Regions from separate parts of the Mus musculus genome. Here region 2 is linked to region 1. A link is a contact called in public HiChIP or PLAC-seq data. All regions are on one chromosome and are shown on one strand. The core of a region is the stretch at or near the end of the contact, and the rest is flanking DNA. Distances in the headings are between cores, read along the strand shown. Region 1 overlaps Prox1 (prospero homeobox 1). Region 2 overlaps Rps6kc1 (ribosomal protein S6 kinase polypeptide 1).

Region 1 (4,713 bases), core at 2,014-4,513:
GAGTGGGCAAGGGTTTCGTAGTCAGTGGGACTTCTTAATTCCTTACTGTAGAAAGGTATCTAGAAATTAGTGTTTTAGGAGAAGAAAGAAGGTTAAACAGCAACAGCAATGCTAAGCGTATAAAGAGAGTCAAGCAAAGGATACATTTGGAAAGTTCATGCCTTTTAATATCTGAAGCAAAGTAAATAGCAACTAGTGACAAAGCACAGGGTTTCCTCTAAGTCCACACGGCCAAGCTCACATCTCACCACGAGCCTGTTCTAAAGTTCACAGAGACAGCAGGTTGGCCTGCGTGCGTTCCCAGCCTTGTCTCAGGAGAGTCGGTTTTGTACAAACTTGGGTCTGGGGGTTTATGCCATTTCTCTTACAAAGGACTTGGTGACAATCTTTCTAAAACTCTGTCTTTTGAGGATACTTTTGAGATGTGAGCTACCCAGCTGCCGAGGGCATTGGTTTGGATGTTTAAGAAAAGCTTGCTTATCAGGCTCAAATCAAACAAGGTATTCCAGTGTGTGAAGTGTTTTCCTCGGGTTCTTCCAGAACTTCTTAACCCTAGAGAAACAGGAGACACAGCATGGGGTATGCATGTGAGCTGTGTCACAGTCACTGGCTCACTCCATAGCTCACGTGCACTTTACACAGGCTGACATTCCCTTCTCCTGAAAACCAACCCTACCTTAAGTCTCCAAATATTAAGGGCCTTGGGCAAAAGTAAACTAAAGGAAAACGCCCATCCCATCCCCTTGTGATGAAGGAAAAGAAAAGGAACCCAGAGATGAGCAGGAACCAACAGCTGACATCACAACATATCCATGCCTCCCCCACACAAATATATAAAACCAAAATCTAGACACAGAGAAGTTGGACATCCAAGGGGGAATTCTTCTATCCATACATTCAAAAGAGCGTTGCAATCTCTACTCGTGAAGGAGTTCTTGTAGGCAGTTAGGGGATTTGAAAATCTCAGGAACTTCACTATCCAGCTTGCAGATGACCTTGTAAATGGCCTTCTTCCAGGAAGGATCAACATCTTTGCCCGCGATGATGGCATTGAAAAACTCCCGTAACGTGATCTGCGCAACTTCCAGGAATCTCTCTGGAACCTGCTGATACAAGGAGACAATGGTATTAATAAAGTTTTCAGTTTCAAGTCTGTAGTTCTTCAAAGGAAACTGAGCTAAGTCCACACTCTCAGAAGGGGGCTTTAGACGGCACCTGCATTTTCTAAAAATGGCCGGCCTCTATTCTCTTGTGTGGAGTTGTTAAATATAGCAGCATTGTGATAGACGGCGGCTGCTCCGTGGGTTTCAGAGGAGACATGCGCAGAGGATACATGGGACCCGCCAACACCAGCGTTTCACTGTGGAACGCTGCAGTAGAAGAGAGACCCACGTCCTCACGTGGTTAAGCAGGTCCGTTCGAGAAGAAACTTGCCATCTCCCTTTTCAGAATTTGATTTCTTTCTCCTTTGGACTCCCATTATGAAAAAATAATGTATTTTCAGAATATAATACATGTTGGGCTTCTACATGAACTAAATCCCTAACGTCAATGAAGAAACGTTAAAATCGGTTTCCTGTTTGTGCTGTAGAACTGTTGCCTGGACGCGCAATTGTTTATTAAAATAGCCAGTACTATAAAGGGGTAAGATAACAGTACAAAATCCTGAGCTATGAAACTTACGCTGAACCCTGAATTGCTACCTTTTGCTTTGGCATTAGAATAGTTTCTTAGATGGCAGTTTGTGTAATTGATCATTGTTACAAAAGCTAACACTTACTGAGTGTTTACTGTGTCGGATACCATGTTACATTACATAGTGAATGTCATTTCATTTTTCCAACCTCTGTGTAAGGTGTTACTGTCTCAATGATACCTTGGGGGAAAAAAAAAAACAGAGGCACTGAGAGATCAGAAGGACTCATTCAGGGCCATTTTACTCCAAGATTGTCATTCTCCAAATAAGCCTTTCGGAATTTCTATTTGTCAAGTCCTTGCTCCCATAGCAATTAATGTATGAGACCTGTCTGTCTGTCTTTCTGTCTGTCTTCTTTTGTCTTCTCCTGATTAAATAGTGTGACCTTTTGACTGTGAGAAGAATACTTGGCACTCTTCAGAAGCAACTTACAGTAAAGCATGGCCTCTCAGTGCTCATATCAGCGTGATGGATTCATAAAATAACTGCACATTAATAATTTTCCCAGTACACATTAGTGAGGTTTTATTTTTACATCAAGTTCCGATGTAGGAGGACATGAATGCATGGCAGTGTATGTGTAGACACTTCTATCCTCACAGATATAACATGAAAGACCTTCACTGCAGCTCAGAAATGCCAGTTACTGGGAGATAATTGTCCACGAACAAGTGCAGTGTCTCCCTCTCTGCCTTTTCTCAGCAGGTATAGTGGGCATGTACATGGATATACATATACATAGATACATACACATGAATGAGTGATAGGCAACATAGAAAACTAAAACAATCACGGGATGTCCCTGAAGTTCTCATTTCTTCCAGTAGCTAGTCAATTGCTCTTTAGGGAAATCTAGTAACTTTCCAGAAAAATAAATCAATAAATAAATAAAAAGGGAAAGGAGGAAAAAAGGGAAAGGGAAGAAAAGGGCCCAACACCAAGTCTAGAACAGGCACAATGGCCCACATCTTCAATCTGAGCACTTGGATCTGAGTTCCAGGCTAGTCAGAGCTATACTGAGACCCTGCGTCTCAGAAGTAAAGAGGAGGTTATTGAGCAATCGCTCCCCGAAGCGTTTATGTTGGCCTGTCCAGACAGAGCTCAGAGCTGACAGGAAGTGTAGCAAGGGCCCCTTCACCCTTACTGGACAAACACCAGTCTACTGAGAAGCCACAGAGATTCCATGGAAGCACCTGCAGACATGCGGATTTCCTGGAGGGAGCATCCTGTCCCCACCCAATGACAAGTCATACCAAACGGGCCTTGCTGAGAGAGGCCATGTGGCTGGCTGTAGGTCTGCAGCCAAATGCTAACACGTACAAAGATCAGCGGTACAAACTGTGTGCTCTCTCGCTGGCTGCTGCCAACAGAACCTCCATGGGGACCTGTCTTCCTTCAACAACAAACCTAGAGCTACGGGAGACAGAGAGCTCGGAAACACACAGGTGTGAGTGCTACAAAGGGCGGGTAAGTCAGATGCCCCACCCACTCCAAGGACACGCCCAACCCCACCTGGGCCTAGCCTATCCACAGGCAGCCAGGGCCAGGGAGATGTCCCACCCACTCCAAGGACACACCCAACTCCACCTGGGCCTAGCCTATCCCCAAGAAGTCAGGGCCAGGGAGGAGGGCCTTGTGGAAGCTGTCAGAAGCAGAATTTGTCTAGATAACTCTACAACAGCATGAGCTTTTGAGGGGGTCGGGTAATTTAGGATTTCACTGAAGACAGAGGAGTTGTGCCAAGTCTCTACTCCAGTTCTCAGAGGCCATGAGCCTTAGCTGATGTGTCTTGTCCTGTTTTAACATTCACTTCTTGAGGTCACCATCGCTGCCCTGTGACAGCTTTTGTACTGTCTGACTTTTCACCTTCTTGTAAGTGGTTTCAGTGTGTTGTCCCCATCATGAGGTGTCCTAGCTGAGAAGCCCAGGTCTTTATTCTGTGTCACCTACATGTTCCTTAGGAGAGCTTTTATTATTCCACAAACACTGTTGTCCTTCACGAGGAGATGACCCCCCCCCCCCCTGCTCCATCCCATAGTGCTCTGTAGTCTACTGGTATGCTCCCGCAAGGCTTTGAGGAAAGAAACCCAGAGCTGGGTACAGCTCAGTGGTGCGGTATTTGCCTGGCCTGCATGAGGTTTAATCCTCAGTACCACTACAACAAAACAAATCAAAAAACAAAAAGCCTCAAAGAAGCAAATTAATGAAAAGATATAGTTTTAAGTAACACAAATCTTAGAAAACATTTTATGGATGAAAAAAATCTATGAGAAATCATAAAATAAAGATACCAGTGAACTAAGACATCTTTCTGACAAAACATGCTGGGCTCTGCATGCTTTTCCACTACTTATTTAGATTTAGTTTACATTCTCTCTCTCTCTCTCTCTCTCTCTCTCTCTCTCTCTCTCTCTCTCTCTCTCTCTCTCTCTCTCCCTCCCTCCCTCCCTCCCTCTCTCCCTCCCTCCCTCCCTCTCTCCCTCCCTCCCTCCCTCTCTCTCTTCCTCCCTCCCTCCCTCCCTCCCTCTCCCTCTCTCTCCCTTCCTCCCTTCCTTCCTTCCTTGCTTTCTGACCCAGGGTCTCATGTAGCTCTGGCTGGCCTTGAACTCAGCATGTAGTCAGAGAAGATTTCCTTGAATGTGTGATCCTCCTGCTTCTTCCTTCCTGGGTGCAGCGAGGATCCAGTCCTTTCTATAAAAGGCCGGTTGACCAGGCAACCAGTTCCCGACCAGCTGTGTCTCTATAACTGAGGAAAACCATGTGTGGGGAGCCAGTAATGTCAATGTAAATAAAATGGGTTAAGAGAGTTACTGGCTGCTGGTTTGGTTATTGGGAATAGGGTCCTCTTTGTGCAAGATGAAGCAGCTTGCTAACTTTCTGCTTGCTCTGGGCAGTGCACACTCAGAGGACCGTGTCGGGTAAAAGGCTTCTTGGAGCTCCTCCGATACTGGAGCAGCTCCTGTTTTGATGGTGGCTCCAGAGGTCAGTGTGGGGTAACAATGGCTATTCTGAGAGAA
Region 2 (4,718 bases), core at 175-2,674, 650 kb after region 1:
TCCTCAAACAGGGTAATGGGATCAAGAGAGACAGCTACTTTCTTCATGACTCAGAAGTCTGGGAGTCCCACAAAAATCTTTCAGTTCACATTAGGCCTGTACTGCTCAAATCTGAGCAAGCAAATCTATGTCCCCAGACCACTTTCTCTGCAATGGCTGGTGTGTTTGATGAGGTAATTTGATGCAGTGAATAACACTGTCTCTAAATTAGGAATTATATATAAAATAAGCAAATACTGGTATAAGCAAAACCAGAGGCAATTGTGTATAACTATCCCAAAGCTCTGGTCATGCTGGAGAGTGTGCCTGAGACATTCCCACAGCCTCAAATTGTGTGTCAATTTATATACTATATAAATAGCTACTGCAAGTTACAAGTGAACAGTCTGTGACCAATTTAGACTTATGTCAGATCCAGTCCAGCTCTAGACCTCTCTGAATTGCCGGGTAGTCTGCTCCGTGACATTTGTGTCACCCCCACTACCTTGGCCCAAGGCAGCCACTGACTATAAACCTGTCCTTTTCAGGGAGTTCTTTTGGGTACAGTATTAAGTAAGCCTTTGCACTGAGCACAGTGCCTGTGGGAGTCAAACATCTGGAGATAGGCCCTGGCCTTCATTCTGATCAATATCCCATAATGACTCTATTGTGTGCTATTAATGTATTCACTCACTAACAGGCCTTCAAGTTTCCAGTTCTGGTCAATAATGAATGATATGCTGTTAGGAGTCATGTATGTTCCTCAGGAAGACATATGTCTTCAGTTGAGTTCAATCCTAGGATCAGAAATGTTGGGCTGCTGGGTCCCAGAGCAGGTTTGTATTTAACTAACTAAGAAAATGCCAAACTTTCCCTAAGTGGCTATACCTGTCTACACTTCCACCAGCAGTGAGCCGGGGCTCTGGGTTTTCTACCTCAGCAACATCTGGTCTTTACGAAAAGCAGCTCTAGAGGGTTTGTGGCATCCTGTGGTGGTTTTAATCACACTCCCTAGTGACTGATGACACTGAGCCTGGTTGTATGCCCTGGCAGCCACTCACATAGTCTCTGCTCAAATAGCTCACCATCCACATATTTCCAAACTAAGTTGTCTGTCTTGCTGGGTGACCAGCGTTTATTCCTTCTGAACACTACTAGAGATAAGCAGTTTGCAAACAGTGTCTCCCAGCCTGTGGCTTGTTCTCACTTTCTTCCCATCTTTGAAGCGCTCACGTTTTTTAATTTTAATGAAGTCTACTTTATCAATGTTCCTTTTAAGGATCATGCTTTTGGTGTCAGATCTAATTGGCTCTGCGTAGCCCAAGGCCATGGGTGTTTTCTCATGTTTTCCTTTACGGGTTTTACAGTGTTGGCTCTCTCCTAAGGTCTGTGAGCTATTTTCAGTTAATTCTTGCATATGGTATGAAGCAAGAGCCTGGTTCAGCATGGTTTGGTGGGTGACTGCTTCCTGATTTCCAAGCACTTGTAGAAGGCGCACTGCTGCCTTGATGATCGCAGCACCAGGTTATCTGCCTCAGAACTGTGGATGGCCGAGGCATCTCTGCCTCTTCTGAACACTGTAGTCGGAGTTTCTGCTCCTCTGACCCCTTCTGTGTTCTTCTGTTTTTCTCTCTGCGGTTTCTGCTTCTTCAGTTGGCTTTGGGTTTACTTTATTTGGATAGTTCCTTTCTGTAGATACTGGTTTTTAAGTAGGGACTTATTCTAGAGCTCTGACTGGCCTTGAACTCCGGGCAATCCTCTGCCTCGGCTTGCCGACTACTGGGATCATGGTGTGCGCCTCCATGCCCAGTTGTTTTCAGTGTCTCAGGGTGCAAGCTTACGCTGTGCTAACTGATGCATCTTACCCCACAAGCCTGGGTGCTGCTTCCACTTAGGTTCTGTTACTGCTGTGTTACAGCTTTTCTTATGATTTCTTCTTTCACCCCAAGTTACACCGGAGTGAGAATGCTGTTTAACTCCCAATACCTGTGGACTTCACCCACTGTTCCAGGGCTGGGATGAGCTTTTTGTCTTGCATTGTTTATTGCGGCAGGATCTCCTGCAGCCTAGGCTGGCCTAGAACTTGCTTGTGAAGGCAAGGGTGACCTTCAGGTTTATCTGAACACAGCTCACGGTTGGTAACCTAGGAGGAGGCTTCAGTACCTAGGTGACCGTGCACACGCCACGTTATTGTAGAGCCTTCCACCTGTGCCATTTCCTGTGTCCTCCGTCGCTGTCTGCTTTCTATGACTAACTACCAAAGTATGGAGGACTCCATTTGCTTTGTTGAGTTGTTCTTCCTTTGAGTTCAGCCATTTTATGTACTTTGGGGCTATAACTCATTACCCTTTCCTGTGTTGGCCTCTTATCCTTCTGAGGAGCCATCACTGCCTGGCGGGTTCCTGCCCCAGTGCCCACCATGCTGATTCTTACATTGCTCCCGCCCTTAGGGACTGACTGTGTGCGCGGCTTATCTTTCCTTGACCTTTTTCTTTAACCCACTCGTGTCTAAACTCAAAGCTGTCCCATGTACTTTTCCCAGGCCCTTTAACGACCTTTGGTATGGGGTGTGCAGATAATCACTTAGAATGTTCCCAGGGTTCTTTGTTTTCTTTGTTGCTGTAGAAACCACACAACTTAGTTTATCGCAATCTACTTCAGAATAGTACTAACGCAGTAACTGGCAAGAGTTTTCTTCCACCGTGGTCCAACTCTGTCCCTCTACTAATGCTAGGCAGAGTTACCCTTTGGTATCTATGGGGTCCTGGTTGTAGAGCCTGCATGAATATCAAGACCCATGGGGCTCAAGTCCCTGACAGTGTTTGCAGAAATGTATCGGCATGTCCTCCTATACACTCGAATCATCTCGGAGAACTTTAACTCACAACACAATGTAACCGATACGCACACAGGCCCTGCATGGCACTGTACTGAGAGAGGTGACAAGAAAATCATGCACATAGCTTTCCTTTTTTGAAGCATTGTCTCATACTATGACTCAGATTGGCCTGAAATGACTCAATATGTAGCCCAGGCTGGCCCTGAATTCATGGTAATCCTCCTATCTTGATATTCCACATGCTGAGCTGTGCTGTGTGAACTGCCAAGTCCAGATAGCATAGATTTTAGAATATATACATATTTGGTTTGTTGTTTGAATTTGTGGATGAAGAATGGACTTACACAAAGATATATACATATATGAGTGTGTGCATCTGTGTATGTGATAACAATGCTGTCTCATAATTATTACTACACATTCTGTATCTTTTATAAGAGGTGGGGAAGATGAATAGGAGAAATACATTTAGAGTTGGGTTTTTTTTTAACTTGTCTCTCACTGTACTCTGTTCACTGCATGCTCAGACCTAAGTCCACCACTCCCTCCACCCTGAGAGAGTCCCTAGCTCCTACATGTGCATCCCTGGCTGCCAGTTACTGAGTCATTCTTTTTCTGGTAGTGTCTTTATTTCACCTTTTATGAAAAACACTTTTTCTGAATCCTGGCTGAGTGCTATTCCCTTCCACAGCACGCATGCGCTTACAGTGCCCTCCATTCTTTGTTGGGCTGATGAAGAAACAAGCATTACTGCGCCCCACCCCCACCCCAGCCCCTGGGAACAGTTTTCAGTTTCTCTCTTCCTGGCTCCACATTTTCCCTCTCTTTCTGCCTTCCATCGATCTGCATCAGTGTGTCTGCCTGTGACTCTCGTTCTTCTCTGTGCAGTCTGCTAAGTTTCTTCCATGTTGCTCAGGAAGCCAGGAACATTTTCAGTTGCTATCGCTTCAAGTACTTCTGAGACTTTTCCCTGCTCTGTTTTCTTCTGGAGTCTTGCTTCAGGTACATCGGCACATTTGAAAGGAAAATATTGCCTCTCAGACCCCTCTGGCCCTGTCCACTGTTCTTCACAGATCTGGTCTGTTTCAGACTAGCCACTCCCACTGCCCAAGGCTCCGGAGTCTGTCTCGGATGTGACGCTGCATCCCCAGGGACTTCTTTCTTCCACTCAGTGAACTTCTCAAGCTAGGCCCCAACCTGCTCTCCCTTAAGCTTTCAGTTTGAAACCTACTTAGTTCACAGTTGACACCTTAGTTCTCTGACAATCTTCATAGTGACTTGTGAGTCTTGTTAAGTCCCACATCTGGGGTCACCTAAGACAACGTCCATCAATGGTGCTTTTCTCTGCATCCACTGTTGTGCTTCAGCTAGGTTTCATAACCCAATTTCCTCAAGTTTCTGCCCACAAACTATCATAGCTGTCAGTCTGTTTCTTTGTCTGGTAACCCACTTCAGCCAGCTTTGAAAGTCTGCTGATACACACACCTCACCACACACACACACACACACACACACACACACACACATACACTGCACTATCTGCAATGCACTTCTGACATCTCTGTTTGTTGGTTTTGATTTTAAGCTTAGCCTCCATGTCTCTATAGCTTGCCTGTCAACCAGTTAAGCTTCTGCCCACAGGCAGGAGACTGGCTGTATAACACAGGTTAACTTAGGAACTGACTGTAACTCTATGGAAACCTATCCTTCATTCCTTTCATAAAGAGAAAACAGAGACTCCAAGAAATCAGTAACTTGCTTAAGATTATCCAGGCATTAAGCTGCCAAGTGAGAATTTTAATTTAAGCACATCAACTCCAGAACCCATACCACACCCATAGCATAAAGAGCCTCCAAATGTGTAGCCACAAAGTCTGAGAACCCATTCTTTATCTTTGGT

Evidence for each region. HiChIP or PLAC-seq counts read pairs in DNA pulled down with a chosen protein or histone mark.
Region 2: an H3K27ac HiChIP or PLAC-seq map of acute myeloid leukemia shows a contact between it and region 1, with 4 times the contacts expected there. The contact joins two enhancer-like sites. A contact is called at or near these places in 7 of 115 datasets of contacts at active chromatin or transcription factors (VIP interneurons, acute myeloid leukemia, differentiating embryonic stem cells and 4 more).

The regions. Positions count from the first base shown.
Region 1 is chr1:190,122,303-190,127,015 of GRCm38.p6, forward strand. It overlaps Prox1 (prospero homeobox 1), which reads right to left. Exons shown (of 5, transcript NM_008937.3): 5 at 1-1,103. The coding sequence ends at 918. Among named protein-coding and RNA genes, the nearest start is that of Prox1os, 46 kb to the right of the region's middle. Within about 2 kb of position 3,264, at least 14 of the 459 cell types and tissues checked have an H3K27ac peak or open chromatin away from gene starts, as enhancers often do. A contact at or near this core is called in acute myeloid leukemia, where this site is marked.
Region 2 is chr1:190,773,902-190,778,619 of GRCm38.p6, forward strand. The region is part of intron 14 of Rps6kc1 (ribosomal protein S6 kinase polypeptide 1); the gene reads right to left. Among named protein-coding and RNA genes, the nearest start is that of Gm39738, 15 kb to the left of the region's middle. Within about 2 kb of position 1,425, at least 4 of the 459 cell types and tissues checked have an H3K27ac peak or open chromatin away from gene starts, as enhancers often do. A contact at or near this core is called in acute myeloid leukemia, where this site is marked.